2 separate regions of the Danio rerio genome follow, and region 2 is linked to region 1. Evidence: chromatin contacts called from public Micro-C data. All regions are on one chromosome and are shown on one strand. The core of a region is the stretch at or near the end of the contact, and the rest is flanking DNA. Distances in the headings are between cores, read along the strand shown.

Region 1 (5,982 bases), core at 1,225-3,724:
TTTTGAGTTTATTGGTTCTATTAACATTCGCATTTACCCATAAATACAATTGTTTAACCAAGACAGAATGCATGAGGAAAGAAACAAAGTATATAAAACCACATTCCACAATCTCTGTTTGTTTTGATGTATTGTACTCCTTTTTTTCTTTTTTCTTTTATGTACTTCATAGGGACGCCGTTGAAAATGAGATGTTTCATCTCAAAGGTCTATCCCAGTGTTTCCCAACCCTGTTCCTGGAAGCAACCCAACAGTTCATATTTTGGCTGTCTGCCTTATCTGACCCATTCATTTCAGGTTTTCTTCTAATGTTCTGATGAGTTGATTCAGGTGTGTTTGAATAGGAAGAGGTTGAAAATGTCTTGGTGTGCCTTCAGGAACAGGGTTGGGAAACACTGATCTATCCTATTGAATAGATTCACTTCAACAGTCCATATATAATCCACTGTCCAACTCAGATTTCTCCTTCCAGTTTGGGGCCCTCTAATCTCAGGTCGGCATCATTCCTGCCCACAGTGAAAAGGCTGATCACGGCGAGCAGAGCAGCCAGCATCATCCCAGCACAGCCTGCAAACATGTGCCTGGTGCCGCTGCCAGCCTCTCCCGCACCGGACCCTGAAACCTCCCCGTGAAGCGCCAGCAGCCCCAGACAGGCCAGGAGGTGCAGAGGCAAACGAAACCAAGCCAAAACTGCAGCTCTGCGCTCCACGGGAACCACACGACCCTGGAGGAAACTCACCGCTGGGAAATAAAGCCCACAAGCCAGTTCCAGCAAAAGGAAAGCGAGCAGAGATTCCCTGGGCCGGGGCTGGCCAGGCACGGTGGAGAACGTCAGCATGAAGAAGGAGAAGAACGCTAGAAGAATGGCTAGGCAGAGCAGATGACCGGGTTGGAGTCGATACGGGGCTGATGTGGCCAATCGGAAAAGTGTGGAGCCCGCCATGGTGGCCGCCATCAAACTGGAGAATACGATTCCTAAAGGTGGGCCATGAGGATCCAAAACAGGAGTCCACAGGAATACAAAAATATACAGCACGCTTTCAAAAAGTGCCTGAACGCCTCCTAAAAGCATAACACGGCGGTCCGAGAGCAGGCATCGAAGGCCATCCACACAGCTACGCCAGAAACGGGCACGTGCTGACAATTGCAACTTGGGGGTGTTTAGGGAGTTAAGAAGGGGGGCGTTTTTGTCTCCATTCATGCCTTCTTGTTTGTCCTCCTGACCCCATTCGGAAAGCACAAACCAGGCGCAAGCAGCAAGGCTCGGGATAGCCAACAGAAATGGAGCGACCGGTCCCAACCCAAGCCATTCTGCGAACAAATTCGCCACTAGTCCAGCACCAACTGCAAGTCCATAATTCCAATTGGCGACTTTACCAAACGTAACAGGGATCCATTCTTTGGGGAAGTCATGAATGTCAACGTGACCGTGCACATACCAGGCCTCAAAGGTGGTTGTTAGCAGAGAAGTGGACAGGCCGCCTAATACACGTCCTAGAATGAGCATAAAATAGTCTTGTGAGAGTTTGGTGATGCAACACACTGAATAAGCCAAGCAGAAGAGGAGGCACGTCTGTCTTCGGCCGAGAAACTGTGGCAGCCATCCGGCCACCGGGGCAAACAGCACACAAGAAGCCAGACCGCAGACGTATAGGATGGCAATCTGTGACTCCAAGAAGTTGTAATGTCGGTATAGTTTGTAAAGGTAAGGCCCTTGTAGCCAGTCTGCCCAGAGAGCCAGGAGATACGCCTTCAGAAAGAGCTTCTGGAAACGCTGGAAAGCCGGATTGGCGACTGCTGTCTGTGTGGCCTGGGATAAGGTGAGACGCCGGGCTGTGATCTCTAAAGCCACACACAGTCCTGCTAGGACTATAAATGCTAGGTATGCCGTCACAAACATGATGGGCACAAATCTGTCTGAAGGTGAGTGGAGGAATCAGAAGAAATCCTAGATCAACATCCTCCTACAGCTTTTGGTGCAGTGAAATTAATGGTTCATCTGCAAAAACACAAAATTAGCAAAATTATTACATATAAGAAAATATAACGGCTAAAAATTTCAAAATATTTTAAATAAAAGTAATGTTTTATAAAAAGTGATCATACACCATCACGTGACACATGACAGTTGGATAAACTCACTTCTGGACTCATCATGAGCGACTGTCAGCTTGACTTCTGAAAAAAAGACACATTGTAATTATCAACACCTCATATACTGTATGTATTGCGCCCATAAATGATGGGTTTAATAATAACGCTTTAAAAACATTAATGATTTTTAAATGGAACTTGACTTTAAGCCTCAAATATTCGTAATTATAATGCGTGGATAAACTCTTAAACACACCTACCGTACTCTTAACATTTTTCTAAGGAATTTAGAAACTGTCCGCTGATTTGGGATTATTAAATACCTTTTCTACGCCATGAATTCAGACGCTTTTTTCATCTAAATGCCTGCAATATATGTTCTACAACATCCGCGTGTGTTTCCGGGTTACTCAGGCGTCATGACGCAAAACAAACGTAAGGCGCTTGCCTTATTAATATTAATTACGTATACAAGGTGGGGCTCGCTGATTGGCTATGCAACAGAAGGAAAGAAGTTTTTTTTTAGAAATATTTTTTTATCAGGGATTGGCTAACAGTATGAATATTAATTAGGGCATGTATTTATTATTGTTATTCATTTGTTATGCTTTAAACGACAGATACAAGATAATAGAACAAAATAATGCCAGTGTGATAGAAGGCAATAATGCAATACAATCAATGGGAAATTTAATAAACAATATAAATAATTATATTCATCTTCCAGCCGCAACCGTATCTGATCTAGCAACAAACAAGAATAAAAATAACAACAATAGCCATTAAATATTCCGATTAAACGCCAAACAAAATGTTACTAAAATTCCGAACGTCTAAAATAATCTATTTTAATGTTTATATCATCGTCAACCATTTGGAAATATTTTGCTAACTTCATAAATAAAGTTTTTTCGAAATATATCGACTAGACAGCAACCATGTTAGCATAAAAATGAATGTGGAGAATGAGATGTCACTGATGAAAACTAAAATTCAGGTAAGGGTTTTCAAAATATTTAGATTTTGATTTGACAAAACATTAAAAAACAAGTGTGGAAATATTGTCTATTGTGAACGTTAAACGATACATCGTACATCTGCTGGCTATAAGATTAGCCTTAGCAATTATCTGACATTACCGTTTTTTTCCAAACATGTTGAACATCTATCTTTAGTCTACCGGACACTAACATCTCAGATGAAATGACACCGTGGAGCAAGTAACTTAAGTGAACGTTGTTAATGAAGATTAAAGTAAAATACATCTGATACATTGCTTGATCTTGTTAGCTGACGCAAAAAGTGTAGGAAGCCGAGAAAAGAGACTTCTCAAACAAGAAGTGCACTGACACTAAATTCAAAATCCTGTGTTGACTTCGTTTATTTTACTACCGTGAGTGTCCACGCGATGTCACCACACCACCGTTTTTAACTAACTAGCTGGGTTAGACGGATCACATTTTTGATGACTCCCATATTAACAACTGCACCACAGCTGTGCAATAATGAATCACTAAAATATTATTGCTTCTACAAATAGAGCATAAAAAGTACAATTGTTTAGCTGCATGGTTCAGTATAAGCTGAATCTGCTTGTCAATAAAGAATAAACAGCATCTTGCCAGTGTACTAAATAAAAGTCGATTCTGTTTGACTGACAGTTTCAGGCCACTTACAATTATTTCTACATGATTCTGAAGCTCCTGACATAAAGTCTGCATGGAAATACATGACAAGCTAAATGGTTTGTCCACTTAAATTATCTTTAGAGAGCATAAAGCATGCATTGATTGTTGGAACATATTCAATATACAGTTCATTCGGAACGTATTCATAGCGCTATTCTACATTTTTTTATGTTACAGCCTTATTCCAAAATGGATTAAATTCATTTATTTCCTCAAAATTCTCCACACAATACCCCATAATGACAATGTGACAAAAGACTTTTTGAAATTGTTGCAAATTTATGAAAAATAAAAAACCTGAAAAATCACATGTACAGGAGTATTCACAGCCTTAGCTCAATACTTTGTTGATGCACCTTTGGCAGCAATTACAGCCTCAAGTCTTTTTGATAGGATGCCACAAGCTTTGCACACTTGTCTTGCACAAATGTTTGCCCATTCCTCTTATCAGTTCCTCTCAAGCTCTATCAGGTTGGATGGGAAGTGACAGTGTACAGCCATTTTTAGATCTCTCCAGGGTTGTTCAATAGGATTTAGGTCTGTGCTCTGGCTGGGCCACTCAAGGACATTTACTGAGTTGTTGTGAAGCCACTCCATTGATATTTCGGAGGTGTGCTTTGGGTCATTGTCCTGCTGGAAGATGATCCGTCACCCCAGTCTGAGGTCAAGAGCACTCTGAAGCAGGTTTTTATTCAGGGTGTCTCTGTACATTGCTGCATTCATCTTTCCCTCTATTCTGACTAGCCTTCCAGTTCCTGCTGCTGAAAAACATCCCAACAGCAATATGCTGCCACCACCATGCTTCACTGTAGGGATGGTATTAGCCTGGTGATGAGCAGTGCCTGGTTTTCTCCAAACGTAACGCCTGGCATTTACTCCAAAGAGTTTTAATGTTAGTCTCATCAGACCAGAGAGTTTTGTGTCTTATATAGGACTGTTCGATTGTGGGTTGTGGTTATTTTGGTCATAATTGTAATCACGATTATTCAAAACGATTATTAGTTGATGTCAAAATTGTTCTCCCCTCTGTGAATTTATTTTTATAAATAAATAATTCCCAAATTATGTTTAACAGAGGAATTTTTTTACAGTATTTCCTATGATATTTTTTCTTCTGGAGAAAGGCTTATTTGTTTTATTTCAGCTAGAATAAAATCAGGTTTAAATATTTTAAAACCTATTTTGTTCGATATTATTAGCCCTCTTAAGCAATATATATTTTTGATTGTTTGCAGAAGAAACTACTGTTATACAGTGACTTGCCTAATTACACTAATTAAGCCTTTGAATGTCACTTTAAGCTGAATAGTAGCATTTTGAAAAATATCTAGTAAAATATAATGTACTGTCATCATAGCAAAGATAAAAGAAATGAGTTAATAAATCTGTTATGTTTAAACTGTGCTTTAAGCATCTTCACTGTAAGAAAAAAAACTTCAGCTACAAAAGTCCTGCAGTCAATAGCAGTGAGTGATTATGTCTTTTTGTTGTTTGATTAATATTATAGACTGTCAGCAGCAGGAATATTGCGCACTGTCACTTTAAGAATAGTGCGACTCTGTTATGGTTTCTCTTTCACATCTTATGATTCTCAACATGTTTGTTTATTAAACAAATGAGGGTTAATATGAATAATTACTAAACATCGGGCTCTGACACAAATGTGCATGTATTTGAACATTAAAGCGCTTACATTAAGATGGCGTTAGATACACACACACACACACACACACACACACAGACACACACACACACTACATGTCCAAGGCTAAGCGCGGCTAACACAACAGCACGTGCTCTTTCGCGCTTTTAATAATATGAATGATGCGCATCACGTGCTGCAAAAGTTACAGTACAGCACATGCTTTTAGTCATTTTCACGTCGAACTGCGCTTTGCAGAGCAACAAATGTGTACAACTGGAAAGGGGGCGGTATATGATGGAATAATCGTTTATCTCGATTAATGGTTCTTTATAGTGGTTAGCCAAAATCGAAATTGAAACCGGATTTTCGATTAAATGCACAGCCCTAATCTCATGGTCTGAGAGTCCTTCAGATGCCTTTTGGAAAATTCGAAGCGGGAGTGGCTTCAGTCTGGCCACTCTACCATACAGCCCTGATTGGTGGATTGCAGCACAGATGGTTGTCCTTCTGGAAGATTTTCCTCTCTCCACAGAAGAACACTGGAGCTCAGACAGA
Region 2 (5,982 bases), core at 1,053-3,552, 170 kb after region 1:
AGTAATTAATAACATCACTTTTATTTTTGGGTGAACAAACACTTAAAGGCATTTTCATGATGATTAATCCATTGTGTCACATGTTTTATGTCATGTTTATTGAACTTTACTACAATTTAAATACATGTTCAAATGTTAGTCTTATAAAAATGTTAGTCTTGTAAAAATGTTAGTCTTATAAAAAAATACTAATGAGCAATGACAGACATCATATAAAATATTTCATTTCATTTCATTTTATTTCATCGGGCGAAATGTGACATGGCCGGTTCATTCTGCTGTGGCGACCCCTGATAAAGAAGGGAATAAGCCGAAAGAAAGTGAGTGTGTGAAATGTGACATGGACATGTTTTCATGACGTTCGTTTCAGCGTTTCAACCTGATGTTTTGTTGTTTCAAATTTAATTGTATTGAAACATTTTTTTCCATTTCATTGATTAACCGACCATGGCAATGTTTTCATGTGATTCACCTGAAATACATTTTTCTTTCATGTTTTTTTTTTGGCCACACAAAACTAAAACACAGTTCCACATAATTTGCACATTAAAGTCCGTGTGAAATCAAAATTTATATTGTTTTTTTTGTGCATATTGTCATTCTTTAGGTCAGGGGTCACCAACCCTGTTCCTGGAGAGCTACCTACCTGCAGAATTCAGCTCCAACCCTGAACAAACACACCTGAACCAATTATGTCCCCAATAATTGTACCCTTTTGCTGGGCCTGGTGTACGACAGAAAGTTTTGACGTTATTCTCGCTCAAGGAAATGTTACAGTAAAGCTGTACAGGTCTTTCACATATTATATGACAAGCACTTCCACAAAACAGATGCTTTATACACACATATACTTCTGTATAAATGTTTATTATAACCTTTCTATGAACAGGATTTGATTATTACTGCAGAACAATGAGCGAGCAAAATAGCCTACTGTAACATCTGCAATTTTATAATATAAATAAATAAATGCAACATATATGAAGACATACAGACCCTTACAGTCTTCGATATGTTACCAATTACAGTAAAACTGGCGGTTTGTACATGTTTTAAGTTGCTGAAAGAATCATTTGCTGCTTTGTTTTTTCGGGCTTCTCCTTTGTTTTTTCGCGCTTTACTCTCACTTTGTCTGTTTCTGAAAGGATCAAATGTCAGAAGCACTACAATACTCATGCGCACGTTATTATCATCAGCTAAAGGAATTCGTTATTTCAAATATAGACGCGCAGCGAGTGCCCTCGAGAAAGTGAAACCACTCGTGTTTTAGACGATCTTGTTAACAACTATGGGGCACAGGGTAGATTCTGCTCTTCTTGGCTTTGTGGCAGTTCATCAAGACGACAACAAGGTTTGTTTAAGCACGGGTCGACGATGCCTCATTACTGTATGTCTATATTATTATTAATGTCTCGGCTGTGTATTTAAAAAGGACGCTTATTTTCTTTTCTTTCTTCTAGCTTGTGCACAAGCTAGTGACGTATCTCCGTAAACTAACAGCTGTGCGTCTTGCTCTGCTTTTTGGTACCTTTTTGTTGTGCTAGGTACCCTTCCAAAAGTGGTATGGTACGGTTCACGTTTTGGTACCTTTTGACAGGCGAAACAGCCATAAAATTGTACTGAACTGTACCGTACCGTACGGTACCACTCAGTGGAAACAGGCCATCAATTAGGACCTAAAGCACCACTTGATAATTAAAGATGTGTTTGTTCAGGGTTGCAACTGAAATCTGCAGGAAGGAAGCTCTCCAGGATCAGGGTTGATGACCCCTGCTTTAAGTGAACAAATAATCCATGCAAGTTAGTCCTCTGAATTTTGTATTTTTGTGGTAATCAAATCAAAACTCAATCAAAGGCTGACCATTAGCGTTTGTAGTGGTTGTTCTGCTCTGATGATGTCAGTTAGGCTGCTTTGGCCCCAATATTCTTAACCATGCCCCTGTTACCATTAGTTTGCTATGAGGGAATGATATGCAAAAGAAAGCCCCGTCCCTACTCAAATTTCTGTTTCAGCTGGAAGTACATCAACACACTGAAATAAAAGTCACAGCAACTTCCGGTTCATGCGGACTTTAAGCAATTTATTTCATTTTGGTTTAGCAATTAAATCTAAAATTATCTCCTGTTTTTTGGAACATCATTTCATAATGTTTCTCTTGGTTGCACATCCAACTGCTAAGATAATAGTTTGGCAGTTTGTGAGTGAACCTGACTCATGGTTGGAGTATTGAGCAGCCTCTCTTTGTGACTTTCAGCTGTGCGCAACGATCGAAATAAGAAGAAGAAAGACGTGAAGGATGAGGTCATTCCGCCAGAGAGCTATGAGCTGAGTGGGGAACTGGAGGAGCTGGTCAACAAAGTGAGCAAAGCACATCAAGAGACCTTCCCTTCACTCTGCCAGCTGGGAAAATACACCACAGTGAGTGCTTTCTGCAAATGAACAAATCTGTCAGCAATGGAATGTGGAATTTATTTATAGAGGTGTAAACCGACCATGTCAGATGTAGTGTGATAAACATCTTCCATTATTGAATACATCATTTAAAGGAACAGTGCACCCAAAAGATAAATACTGTCATTTACTCGACCTCATGTTGTTCCAAACCTGTAAGACAAAATGTATTTTTGATGAAGTTCACTCTTTTTTTCAGTGTAATGAAAGTAAATGAGCACAGGGGTGCCAAAATGACAAAAAGACTCATAAAACTATCATAATATAACTCATGTGAACTCATCTCTCTCATTCTAAGTTCCAGAGTGTGAGGAACAGATCGAAATTCACCTTTTTTTGTACCTACTGCAAAATTTATCCTCATGTTTAATGAAAAGCTTTCGAATGGAAAATCTTTTTTTTTTTTTTTTTGGACTAGTCAATATTCATGCATGCATATATTAACCTTCTCTTCCCATTTTCTCTTCATTAGAACTCCAGCTCGGACCACAGGATTCAGCTAGACCTGGGCCTATGGGACAAATTCAGTGAGCTTTCCACCAAGTGCATCATTAAAATTGTGGAGTTTGCCAAACGCCTCCCAGGCTTCACCACCCTCACCATCGCAGATCAAATCACCCTTCTCAAATCTGCCTGCTTGGACATTCTAGTACGTGTGTCTTCCAAAGCTCGCTTTGATGTAGACCATGCATCCACTACATTTACATAATTCATAGCCTCATAAATGTCTGTGCCTCTTGTAGATGCTGCGAATCTGTACACGATACACACCGGAGCAGGACACAATGACCTTTTCGGATGGACTAACCCTCAACCGGACTCAGATGCATAATGCAGGTTTCGGACCGCTCACTGACCTGGTGTTTGCCTTCGCTGGTCAGCTTCTGCCTCTTGAGATGGATGATACGGAGACTGGCCTCCTTAGTGCCATCTGCCTCATATGTGGAGGTATTGCATGATGCAATTCTGTTGCAACGCTGCTGCCCTCTAGTTGAACCAACTGTACGTTATAATAGGGGTGTCTAATCCTGCTTCTGAGGAGCTCGACTGCGCTCAGCTCTAACGCAAGTGATTGGATGGTTTTTGTAAGTCTAAAGATCATGACTCATTGGTGCTGTGTTTAATCAGAGTTGGAGCTAAATTCTGCAGGTCTCCCGGGAGCAGATTTGGACACCTCTTTAACATAAATTGAGCCCAGGATTCATTTTAACTACACCACTAAAAATAGCACATGGATGTACTGGAATACTAATATTATCCTCCTTTTCTGTAGACCGAATGGATCTTGAAGAGCCAGAGCGTGTCGATCGTCTGCAGGAGCCCTTGCTGGAAGCTCTGAAGATTTATGCACGACGCCGCCGACCCAACAAACCTCACATGTTCCCTCGCATGCTGATGAAGATCACTGATCTACGTGGGATCAGCACCAAGGGTCAGTTCATTAGGCAAAACTCTGATGAAAAACACTATTACCTTATATTTTTATTAATATTTAATTACATTTTTAATGCATTAGGGAACTTAAAGGAATAGTTTACCTAAAAAAAATATTTGCATTAATTTAATTCAAGGTTTTTTGTTTGACTAAAGCTGTGGCTTTTTTTGGACTAAACCCATGCTTTTTTAAAGCCTTTAAAAATAATAATAATAAATCCTTGCATTTATATAGGGCTTTTCTGGAAACTCAAAGCACTTTACACATTGGGGGAAATCTCCTTATCCACCACTTTAGAGAGTCAAAAAACATATAAAGGCAAAACAAAATGAATACCACTGTGCGGTCTTATGAAGCGGAACAATTGGTCTTTTTTCACTTAACAAGATCACATTGTATCACCAGGAGCCACAAATAATAATTTTGATTTGCTTAAGTATGTTTTTTTGTCTCTCAAAGTATCAGTTGCTTTTTTAAATAAGCAAAGACCATGGTTAATGATGACAGGGTTTTTTGCACTCTAATGGTTTCACAAAAGTAATGCAAATTTTCTTGAGGAATGTTTCTGAGAAAAGTTTGCATACTTGAATACAAGCTAAAAAGCACTCCTTCATTCAGATGCTCCAATGCAAAATACAACCCATCTGACAATACAAGATTTGACTTGCTCCATTGCAAAAACAACAGATTACTCATGCTTCAACGCAAAGAACACTGCCAAATGTAACAGATGTGAGATTTAACAACAGACGTAAAATAGTGTGACATTGGACAATTTAATATAGCTGTTTTCCTTTTCGGCGACACGGTGGCTCAGTGGTAAGCACTGTCGCCTCAGAGCAAGAAGATCGCTGGTTTGAGTTCCGGCTGGGTCAGGTGGCATTTCTGTGTGGAGTTTGCATGTTCTTCCTGTGTTGGTGTGGGTTTCCTCCGGTTCCCCCCTGAAGTCCAAAGAAATGCGTTATTGGTGAATTGAATAAACTAAATTGGCCATAGTGTATCTGTGTGAATGTGAGAGTGTATGGATGTTTTCCAGTGATGGGTTGCAGCTGGAAGGGCATCCGCTGTGTAAAACATATGCTGGATAAATTGGTGGTTCATTCCGCTGTGGCGACCCCGGATTAATGAAGGGACTAAGCCGAAAAGAACATGAATGAATGAATATAACTTATTTGTGTGATGGCAAAGCTGAATTTTCAGCATCCTTACTCTAGTCTTTACTGCTTCATGATCCTTCAGAAAACACGCATCTATTATAAATTGAATTGTTTGCTGGAAAACTGAAGCAAAATTAATAATAATCATCTGAACAGGCTTTCACTCTCTTTTCTAGAACTGTATACCTTAAAGTAGGGGTGGGATAACTCGATCCTGGAGGGCCGGTGTCCTGCACAGTTTAGCTCCAACACTAATCAAACACACCTGAACATGCTGATCAGTGTCTTCAAGATCACTAGAAATCTATAAGCAGGCGTGTTTGATTAGAGTTGGAGCTAAACTGTGCAGGACACAAGTTTGCCCACTCCTGTATTAAAGGGATAGTTCACCCAAAAATTTGAAATGACTCTTGCCCAAATTTTTTTCTATGAAAGGCCAAAATCCAAGCTTGATTGAGAGCTGTGGGTAAAGGTAAATATAACAAACTGTATAACATTAAAGTTGCAATGGGTAATTTTAAACAATTTTAAAAAATCTTAATAAATTTTTCGTTACATTATTTTAAGGAACTTTGCATTGAATTGCATGTTGATATTTTCTGCTTTGTCCCCTATTCATTAAGTGACACAATGTATTTTTTTTTTGTTTGTTACATTTAAACATTCAATTGAAACAATTGAACTAAATTTGTAGCCAGAAGTTAAAACACAAATGAGAATGTATGTTAGTAAAGGCATTCTCCAACCCTTCTCAATCATTTTCCTCTGGCGGGCCAAAACAAAGGATACAAAGAGACAATTTTGGCTCTCAGGCCCTAGTTTCTCTGCTCTAGTGATTTCAAACCTTTATGAATCTGTTGGACACACCTACATGTAAGAAGATATTTGGTATAAAGCTGAACCCCTGTAATCACTCGACTCCATAGTAGGAAATCAAA

What was found. Hi-C and Micro-C count contacts between places; a contact is called where the count stands out from the background.
Region 2: a contact with region 1 is called in a Micro-C map of caudal fin, with 5 times the contacts expected there. The contact joins the enhancer-like site here to the promoter of mfsd5 in region 1. A contact is called at or near these places in 2 of 18 Hi-C or Micro-C datasets (caudal fin and hematopoietic stem cells).

What each region holds. Positions count from the first base shown.
Region 1 is chr23:38,888,660-38,894,641 of GRCz12tu, forward strand. It overlaps mfsd5 (major facilitator superfamily domain containing 5), which reads right to left and starts at 2,475. Exons shown (of 3, transcript NM_001002713.1): 1 at 2,418-2,475; 2 at 2,107-2,178; 3 at 1-1,999. The coding sequence starts at 1,900. The coding sequence ends at 455. It also overlaps a transcript of rarga not described here.
Region 2 is chr23:39,057,374-39,063,355 of GRCz12tu, forward strand. It overlaps rarga (retinoic acid receptor gamma a), which reads left to right. Exons shown (of 8, transcript NM_131339.2): 4 at 2,256-2,419; 5 at 2,925-3,101; 6 at 3,196-3,400; 7 at 3,726-3,884. Among named protein-coding and RNA genes, the nearest start is that of rarga, 42 kb to the left of the region's middle. Within about 2 kb of position 2,303, at least 8 of the 62 cell types and tissues checked have an H3K27ac peak or open chromatin away from gene starts, as enhancers often do. A contact at or near this core is called in caudal fin, where this site is marked.